Regions from separate parts of the Mus musculus genome. Here region 1 is linked to region 2. The links are chromatin contacts, called in public HiChIP or PLAC-seq maps. All regions are on one chromosome and are shown on one strand. Each heading gives the region's core, a stretch centred on a gene start, on an enhancer-like site or on the middle of the called end of the contact. The rest is flanking DNA. Distances are from core to core; before and after follow the strand shown. Region 1 overlaps Sik2 (salt inducible kinase 2). Region 2 holds the start of Ppp2r1b (protein phosphatase 2, regulatory subunit A, beta).

Region 1 (4,161 bases), core at 1,378-3,877, 130 kb before region 2:
GTTGACAGCAATATGTAGGTCTGGCTTCAAGTAGAAAATGATGAATTTGATTTTAACATGTTGGATGTCGTAATAAAGGCATTTAGTTTGATATAGACAGTTGGCATTTGAAGATATGATAACAAAATTCAAAAGTTAGTTTACTGCAACCATAAAAATGCAACTATCTTACAGGGGGCAAAGGATTGGAACTAGATCCTTCAGCATACACTTTGCAAAAATTAGAATTTGGGAGATAGAAACAGAGGAGAAAACAGAGAGGGAGGATGGGGAAAGGAGAAAAAAAAGTTGATTAACTAAAGTAGGTAACTTAATCTGCAATTTGGTTGTCAATGATTATTAATAAACTATGCAAGGAATAGCTGGGCACAACACTCAGTTAATGGAGCTAACCTAGTAACAGACTGGAGAGAGTTTGAGTTTGAAGTAACAGTGAGGTACATGAAAGCTACTAACACAATTGTAATATAATGAAGATACTTCAGGAAGATCAAACTGCATAACGAAATGTACTTGATTGAACTAGATCCTTCACTGAAAAGGATATTCAACACAATATTTATCAGGGAAATACCAATTGAAAACCCCATTAAGGCAGCATTCTGCATCAACTAGAATGGTTAAATTTAGAGATGGACAACAGTACTTGAAAGAAAGACTATGAAGCAACTACAACTTTCATACTGCAGGTGGAAGTGTAATTTGTGTGACTACTTAGGAAAACTGGTGGTTTCTTATAAAGTTAAGCATGCCTTTTTCCAATCATGAAAAAGCTCTGTTCCTAGAGGCTTAACCAGGAAAAGAACAAGTGTTCTTACAAGTGACTTGTCCAGGAATGTTCATAGCAACCCTTTTTATAATGTCAAAGGAAGAGAAATCAAGATGTCCACCAGTGGGATAATGTATCCAAAAGTCTGTATATTATGTATGCAAAGGAAGATGGTTCTGAAGGCAGGAGGAGTGCTCTTTATAAGCCTACAATACCACATAAATAAACCTTACAGATACTGCTGAGCAAGAGTCTGAACACGAGTACAGTTTGAAGAAGGTGTGGTGGCACACACCTATAATTGCAGCACTCAGGAGGCAGAAGCAGATGGATCTCTTGAGTTTGAGATGAGCCTAGTCTACACAGTGAGTTCCAGGACAGTTAGGCTTAAGTCTCAAAAAATAAAACCGAAGTACACAATGTATCTTTTCATCTGCGTTCCAACAGGCGGCAACCATGGATGGTTATAGAACTTGGCAAGTATTTGTCATTAGAGACAGGAGAATATAAAAGCCCTTATATCACCTCTTAAGTACAATGAAAATCTCAGAGCTAGATCTATTTATCTGTCACAAGACCTTTCTGATGCTCCTTTTCGTTCTCAAAATAGAACATACAAATTTCAGATTTGTGCTAATGTTGATCTGGAAACCCTTTGTTCTCTATGTCTTTCAAGCCTTCCCTCCTTTCCTTCCTTCCTCCATCCCTCCTTTATTACTTCTTTCAAACTAATTGAAATTCTATCTAGTCAAAAGTGGTTCTTAATTAATTCTATCTATATTGATTTCCTTATAGGAAAATATTCTAAGTTATTCTGTACAACTTATATTGATAATGTATCTACAAAACTAGTTTTCATTATTATTAGTCTTAATATCTTTTTGTTGCTATTGTATTTTGTTATTGTTATATCTGGGTTTGTGTATATAGTGTATGTATCTGTACAAGTAGAGACCAGAAACTAATATTGGGTATTTATTTATTTATTTTTATTTATTTATTTATTTATTTAATCTTTTGGGTTCATTTATTACTGGAAATGTGCTGAAGAGAGTAAGAAATTTTTTCTTTTGTAGTAAGCACTAGAAAATATATACAGAGATTAATTTTAACACAGCTTCATTTCTGCTTTTTTTTGTCTAGGTGAAGAATTAATTTAAAAGTGGGTAGTGAATGCTATTTTTCTTTAATCCAAGTATTATATGAATTATGACACACTCATTTTTATACTCAGATTTTGTTATCTTAATTTAATTTTTTGAAAGAGTTTATTTCACCTTACATCTTACAGTATGAGTATCTTTTTATATGACTCTACACCATATTTTTCTTTTCAAGACAGAGTCTCTTACTGAGCCTAGAAGTCACTCTGAGCTACACTGACTAGCCAGTTGAGTGCTGGGAATCCTGCCTGTCATCATCTCTGCACAGGGATTGCAGATCAATGAGTTTACCATGCATACCTATTATGTGGCTGTTGGGGGTCCTCAGGCTAGAACAGAAAGTACTTGACTCACTGAGCCATCTCTGCACTGTTTGCTTGCTTTGTGACAAGGTCTCTTGTAGCTTAGAGCTTTATGTAGCTCAAGATTACCTTGAATTTCTGGTCTTTGTGCCTTCACCTCCTAAGTGCTTGGGATCAAACCAGGACTTCTTGCCTGGCATGCAAGCATCCTACCAGCTGAGCTATCTCTAGCATTTCATGTCTACCTTTTTTTCTCTCTAACAGATTGTAAAAGTACTGGTTAGGATTTAGCAAAATACAAACCATTTTATAAATGCCTGTTGAGTGAACAATGTAATAGTCTACTTTGGCCTTTGTAGGACTTATTTACTCAGGGAAGCCCAGGAGAGAATGCTGCCAGTTAAGTAGTCTCAGGCACTTCTTTGTCCTGCTTTTGAAAGGAGTGTTTACTCTTGGGGAGATAAACATGAATGAGGAAATACCAACTGAATCAAGGGAGAAACTGGTTTCCTCTAGAATCCTAAGCAGTTTTTTGGTATTTAATGATAGTTCTACCTTATATTTAACTTTACTCTGTCTCCTATTCCTCCCTTAAAATATCCTTTTCAGGTATCATGGTAAATGAGCACATGTACATTTAACCCTGGTAACTTTATTTTCTAGATCTTAAAATACCTAAAAGATACCATTTTCTCTGGAGCCTATGATGTGCAATAGCAAATGAATATGCTTTAAAAGATGTCGGCTTTTTCCTTTGGACTTATAGGTGTGATTAATGAAAGTTATTCAAGTGATTCAACATTCTTTAGAACTATTTCTTACTTATCCGTGTGGTCACGTGCAGTAAATGGTGCAAAAATCATAGAGCGGTTGCCTCGGCAGACAACTTGGGTTCTGTTCAAACAATTAAACCGGCAGTCAGCAGATTCCGGCCTGGTAATTAAATTACCCATAGCCTTTGTTTTCAGATTTCTACCCCTTGATATGCTGTGTCTTTTCAGGCTGAATTTGTGCCTGGGGTTTATTGATTCATTTCCTGTCTTTCCCTTTCAATGGTAACATACTGAGATGCCAGCTGTGATCATTGAAAAGGGCTTTGTTTAAATCAAAATACCTTTAGACCATTCCTCGGAGAACCAGAGACGTCTTCATGGCTGTAGATTACTATCTTAATAGTCTAAAGATAAGGTTAGATTAGGACCCCATTTGCTTTCAATTTTTGCTTTCGGAATTGGTACTCACTTCACATAACTACTTTGACTCTAATTTAAATTTTAGGTTTTTAAAAATTTCCTAATTAAGGTCCCAGGGGACTATTACTTAAATTTACCTCCATCTCTAGTTTTTCCACCATCGCTTTAGTTTAGACTTTCATCATTTCTCATTTTAGTTACTTCATCTCTGTTTCCCAATTAGTCCCTCATAGGGTCCAGTATGACTGTCAAAATGATCCCTCAATCATAGCCAGTCTCTTCTGTCATTTTTCTACTTAGACTATGTACCTTCCAGTAAATTCAGTATCAAAAAAAAAAAATTAGTGTGATAATTGCCCGTTCCTATCTTCCTTTCCAGTCCTATTCTAGGCATGTGACTTTTGAATTTTATTGGCTGAGCACATAGATCTGTGGGTAAATGTTATTTTCACACATTTGATTATGGTAGATGCCAGTGTGGAAAAGTTGAAGGGGTGTGCAAATGGTGAGATAAAACTTAACTATCCTTAGAAAATTTAGGATTTTAATATTTATTAGAGATGTGAAATAATGTTATCTTTGAAGATATCAGATCTAATTGAATTATATGTAAATTTAGCCAGTCTTTAGAAAAACTAGGAACTCCATAAACTCCAGCATGGAGCCTGATTGAGGGGTCACTGACCTTTCCTCTGGCTTTTATTTAAATTGGGCAAATATTTAAAATGCCCAGA
Region 2 (3,912 bases), core at 1,091-3,590:
GGTTATAGGGAACTTTCGGGATAGCATTAGAAATGTATATAAAGAAAATATCTAATAAAAAAAATTACAAACAAAAGAAAAAGGGGAACCAAATCAAGTTCTTTCCCTCCGCATCTCTGAAATAATAAGTCTATAGAGGCAGAAACAAGCTTACATTCGGCTGGTAAGATCTAAGTCTTGTTAGTATTATTATTGTCATCTGCCCATAAGAAGTCTGCATAAAATGCTGCAATGTGCCTATCACCAGTTAATAAAGGCACTGTTGATCCTACAAAGTTCTAGAAGGAGCATAGACGATAGAAAAGTACTCACCAGCAGACAGTGGGCAAAGTCAGGACCGCCCACCAAACCAGTGAAATTTCCCAGCTGCTCGGCGAGAGCTAACAGCACCTCATCTTCATCATAAATAGTATCTGAAAACAACAACAGCTGGTTACCACAGGGGCAAGGGCCACTGCGCTGGCTCTCACAGAGCGGTTGCAACTAGAATCCTAAAAGCATTTTCATCCCTCTCTAAATCACAAGTCTTTTTTTGTCAGTTTTTTTATTAGATATTTTCTTTATATACATTTCAAATTTCAAATGCTATCCCGAAAGTTCCCTATACCCCCCACCCCCGCCCTGCTCCCCTACCCACCCACTCCCACTTCTTGGCCCTGGCGTTCCCCTGTACTGGGGCATATAAAGTTTGCAAGATCAAGGGGCCTCTCTTCCCAGTGATGGCCGACTAGGCCATCTTCTGCTACATATGCAGCTAGAGACACGAGCTCCGGGGGTACTGGTTAGTTCATATTGTTGTTCCACCTATAGGGCTGCAGACCCCTTCAGCTCCTTGGGTGCTTTCTCTAGCTCCTATATTGGAGCTATATTGGAGCTGTGTTCCATCTTATAGATGACTACCACAAGTCTTCCTGAATGTTTCACACAATTATTAAGAAACTCACATCCTGGAGCTGGAGAGATGGCTCAGTGGTTAAGGGCACTGGCTGCTCTTCCAGAGAAGCAGCGTTCAATGCCCAGCACCCACATGGCAACTTAACAACTGCCTATAACTCCAGTTCCAGGGGATCTGTCACTTTCACATGCAGGCAAAACACCAATGCATATAAAATAAATCATTTACAAAGAAATCCATATTTCACATCAATCACCTTCCCACTAGCTACACGGTTTATGTTTGAGTATGTCTGACTATATGTAGCATTTCTATACACCTTGCAGAAGGCAAGGCTCAGTCTAGTACTTATCGCTACTCTAGGTAACAAACTAAGAAAATTAAATAAAAATAGTTTAAAAGCCAATAGAAATGGAGCGTGTATCTTTCAAGGGACACAAACCTGTAAGGAAAGGCAGCAGTTCCGTTCGAGTCCTTTCTACCCCGAGTGCTAGAGCTATAGTTGATAACTTCTTAATACTGTTGAGACGGAGCTTTAAAAACAAAGTGGGAGGGAGAACAAAGCAAAGAGATGATTGCAATTCTGGTCAAAGAAGCAAATAGGTGAGATACTGGGACACAGTATAATGATGAATGAGCCTTTCACTTAGATCTTAATCCTAGGAAAACTCAAGGACCGTTTAACACGTCATTAGCCAGAAGCTATCTTAGGGAGAACACTGAAGGGCCGGGGAAGAAACGAATGAATGAAAACACGCGGACAATGAGAGGGTCTGAAAAGAGAGAACTCTGGATGGAGAGAAGTGGGTGAAAGAAACGGTTAAGCACAACTCCTCCCTTTTCAGGGAAAAGTTCTATCACAACTGATGCACCACTCATCTGGGTTAATCAGCCGCCGCGCTCTTTCCACCCAACCAGCCCAGCTAGTTTGCCCGGGGACGGACACTCCGCATCACTTCAAAGGGAACGGGGGCCGGGGGCCGCTCCTCCGCTCCCGGCGGCCCCGCAGCCCGCCTGCGCTGGTCCACCCGAGGTGCGAACCGGTTCCCCGCCCACTGCCGGGAGCAGATGGACGCCACCACCCCAGAGGGTCGGAGGAGGGCAGCGGAGCTGAGACGGACCACCGCGCACCCGCCGCCCCACGCCTCCGTCCCGGGGCTGAATACGACTCTGCCACCCCGGGGGTCGCCCCCAGGGCTGAGCCGGCCTTTCCGCTTCCCTACCATGTGCGCTTCCGCCCTCGCCTCGGCTCCCCAGCCCAGCCTAGTACCTGCACGTCCTCATTGCGGAGCTCGTCGATTAAAACCGCGATCGGGTAGAGCGAATCGTCTCCATCTCCACCCGCTGCCCCCGGACCGGACCCTGGCCCTGCTGCGCCCGCCATGTTCTTCCTCCTCTGGCTGGTCGCCGCCGAAGGCCCCGTGCCCAGACCACGCCCCGCGCTCAGGCCACGCCCCGCGCTCAGGCCACGCCCCACACACAAACAGGCGGGGCTAAATCCAATCAGCCGGCTCCGAGGAACTGATGGAATCAAGTTTTTTCCCTGCGCGTGGAGGCTCCGGCCTGACCCCCATTGCTGGAACTGGAGGTCTGAACTCCAGAAGAAGGGCGGGCCGAAAAAACCAATGGAACCCCTGCATCCTTTCCCCAGCCGAAAGAAACAAGGGCAGGGATTCATCGTCTCCTTGCTGTGCTCTGAAGGAGACGGGCCTTAATGATGGATGCCGAGCCTCAAGTAGAACTCAGAGACAGGCCAGGAGGAAGAAGCTTTAACACCTCCCCCTCCACCCCAACCTCCACCCCCACCCCCAGGCTTCATGCTGGCCCTGAGCCACTGGGTCTTGGTCTTAATTTCCCCTTGGGCGACAAGCCTCTACACGCGCGCGCGCGCGCACACACACACACACACACACACACACACACACACACACACCTTCCTCTGGCCTGTTTGCCAAAATCGTGGCTGGCTCCTGCTCCTTAAGACAAATAATGAGGGCGGTGAGAGAAAATGAACAGTGCTGTCCAAACTCCCCAGTCAATATTTTTTCCACGCAAGCTGTTCAAAACATGCTGCTCTCTTGTTTTTGTGTTTCTTTTCAGTGTGGTACTGGAATGGCGCCTTCTGTTGTATTGTCTTCTCTTTTTTTTTCCTTCTTTACCAAGAAGCACAACAACCTAACATAACTGGGCCCAGTTTTACTCACCCCAGTTCGGTGCGGGTGTAAACTGGCCTCCCTAGACCTCCAGGAGTCCCCCTAAAGGACTCCAGGAGGAGGTGGGCCTGGGCCTTTTTACACAGAACTTAATGGAAAATGTTCCACTTGCCCTATGGAATGGCACAAAGTAACTATCTCTCCTTTCGACTTAGATATAAGCAACTTAGATTGGTAGCTCTGTCACAAGTTCTCAGATGACACTATTTTGTGCCTTAAGGAAATTGTCATTAATAAATGCAACTTAGGAGGTAAGTTTTTTTTTTTTTCTTTTTAAAGCATGGGATGCCTACTAGGAGATAGCCTTTCATAGTCAAAGCTTGAGAACCAACAGACTTCAGTTTGCGGTTTTTGTTTTTTCAACTTCTGTCCACGAATGAATGCTTGAAGACTCTCGTTTTATTTTGATAATTTTTAGATTCACTTACTTAAGGCATGGTCTGGACTGCTGGGGTGGCTATCTTTTTTAATTACAAAAACTGTGTATATGTGTGGTATGTACACACATGAGCCACTGAACAAGTGTAGTCAGAGGACAGCTTGCGGAGTGGGTTATCTACTTCTACCAAGTGGGTTCCAGTAACTGAACTCTGGTTGTCAGGTTTGGTGACACATGCCTTTATCCACTGAGCCATCTAGCTGGCCCCCAGGGACTACCTGAATCAGCCCTGCACAGGATTTCAGCACCCGTATTTGCGTGAGTTTCAGCACAGCTTTCATTGTTCTGGGCTCCTAAGAAATGAACAGAGGTGGAAGCTAAATGAAAAATATGTTTTTATGCACAAAATGGAAGACAGAGGGTAC

Evidence for each region. HiChIP or PLAC-seq counts read pairs in DNA pulled down with a chosen protein or histone mark.
Region 1: a contact with region 2 is called in an H3K27ac HiChIP or PLAC-seq map of embryonic stem cells, with 3 times the contacts expected there. The contact joins the enhancer-like site here to the promoter of Ppp2r1b in region 2. A contact is called at or near these places in 7 of 39 promoter capture datasets (the C10 cell line, the HPC-7 cell line, cranial neural crest and 4 more), 2 of 15 datasets of contacts at CTCF or cohesin (CD8 T cells and large pre-B cells), 16 of 484 Hi-C or Micro-C datasets (the CH12 cell line, the HL-1 cell line, the N1E-115 cell line and 10 more), 30 of 115 datasets of contacts at active chromatin or transcription factors (the 230-238 cell line, the HPC-7 cell line, the SCID.adh cell line and 18 more) and 4 of 9 other capture datasets (adipose tissue, embryonic stem cells, liver and 1 more).

What each region holds. Positions count from the first base shown.
Region 1 is chr9:50,985,362-50,989,522 of GRCm38.p6, reverse strand. All of the region lies in intron 3 of Sik2 (salt inducible kinase 2), which reads left to right. Among named protein-coding and RNA genes, the nearest start is that of Sik2, 22 kb to the left of the region's middle. Within about 2 kb of position 2,627, at least 34 of the 459 cell types and tissues checked have an H3K27ac peak or open chromatin away from gene starts, as enhancers often do. A contact at or near this core is called in the HPC-7 cell line, the N1E-115 cell line, embryonic stem cells and 3 more, where this site is marked.
Region 2 is chr9:50,855,352-50,859,263 of GRCm38.p6, reverse strand. It overlaps Ppp2r1b (protein phosphatase 2, regulatory subunit A, beta), which reads right to left and starts at 2,340. Exons shown (of 15, transcript NM_028614.3): 1 at 2,166-2,340; 2 at 1,338-1,428; 3 at 313-413. The coding sequence starts at 2,279.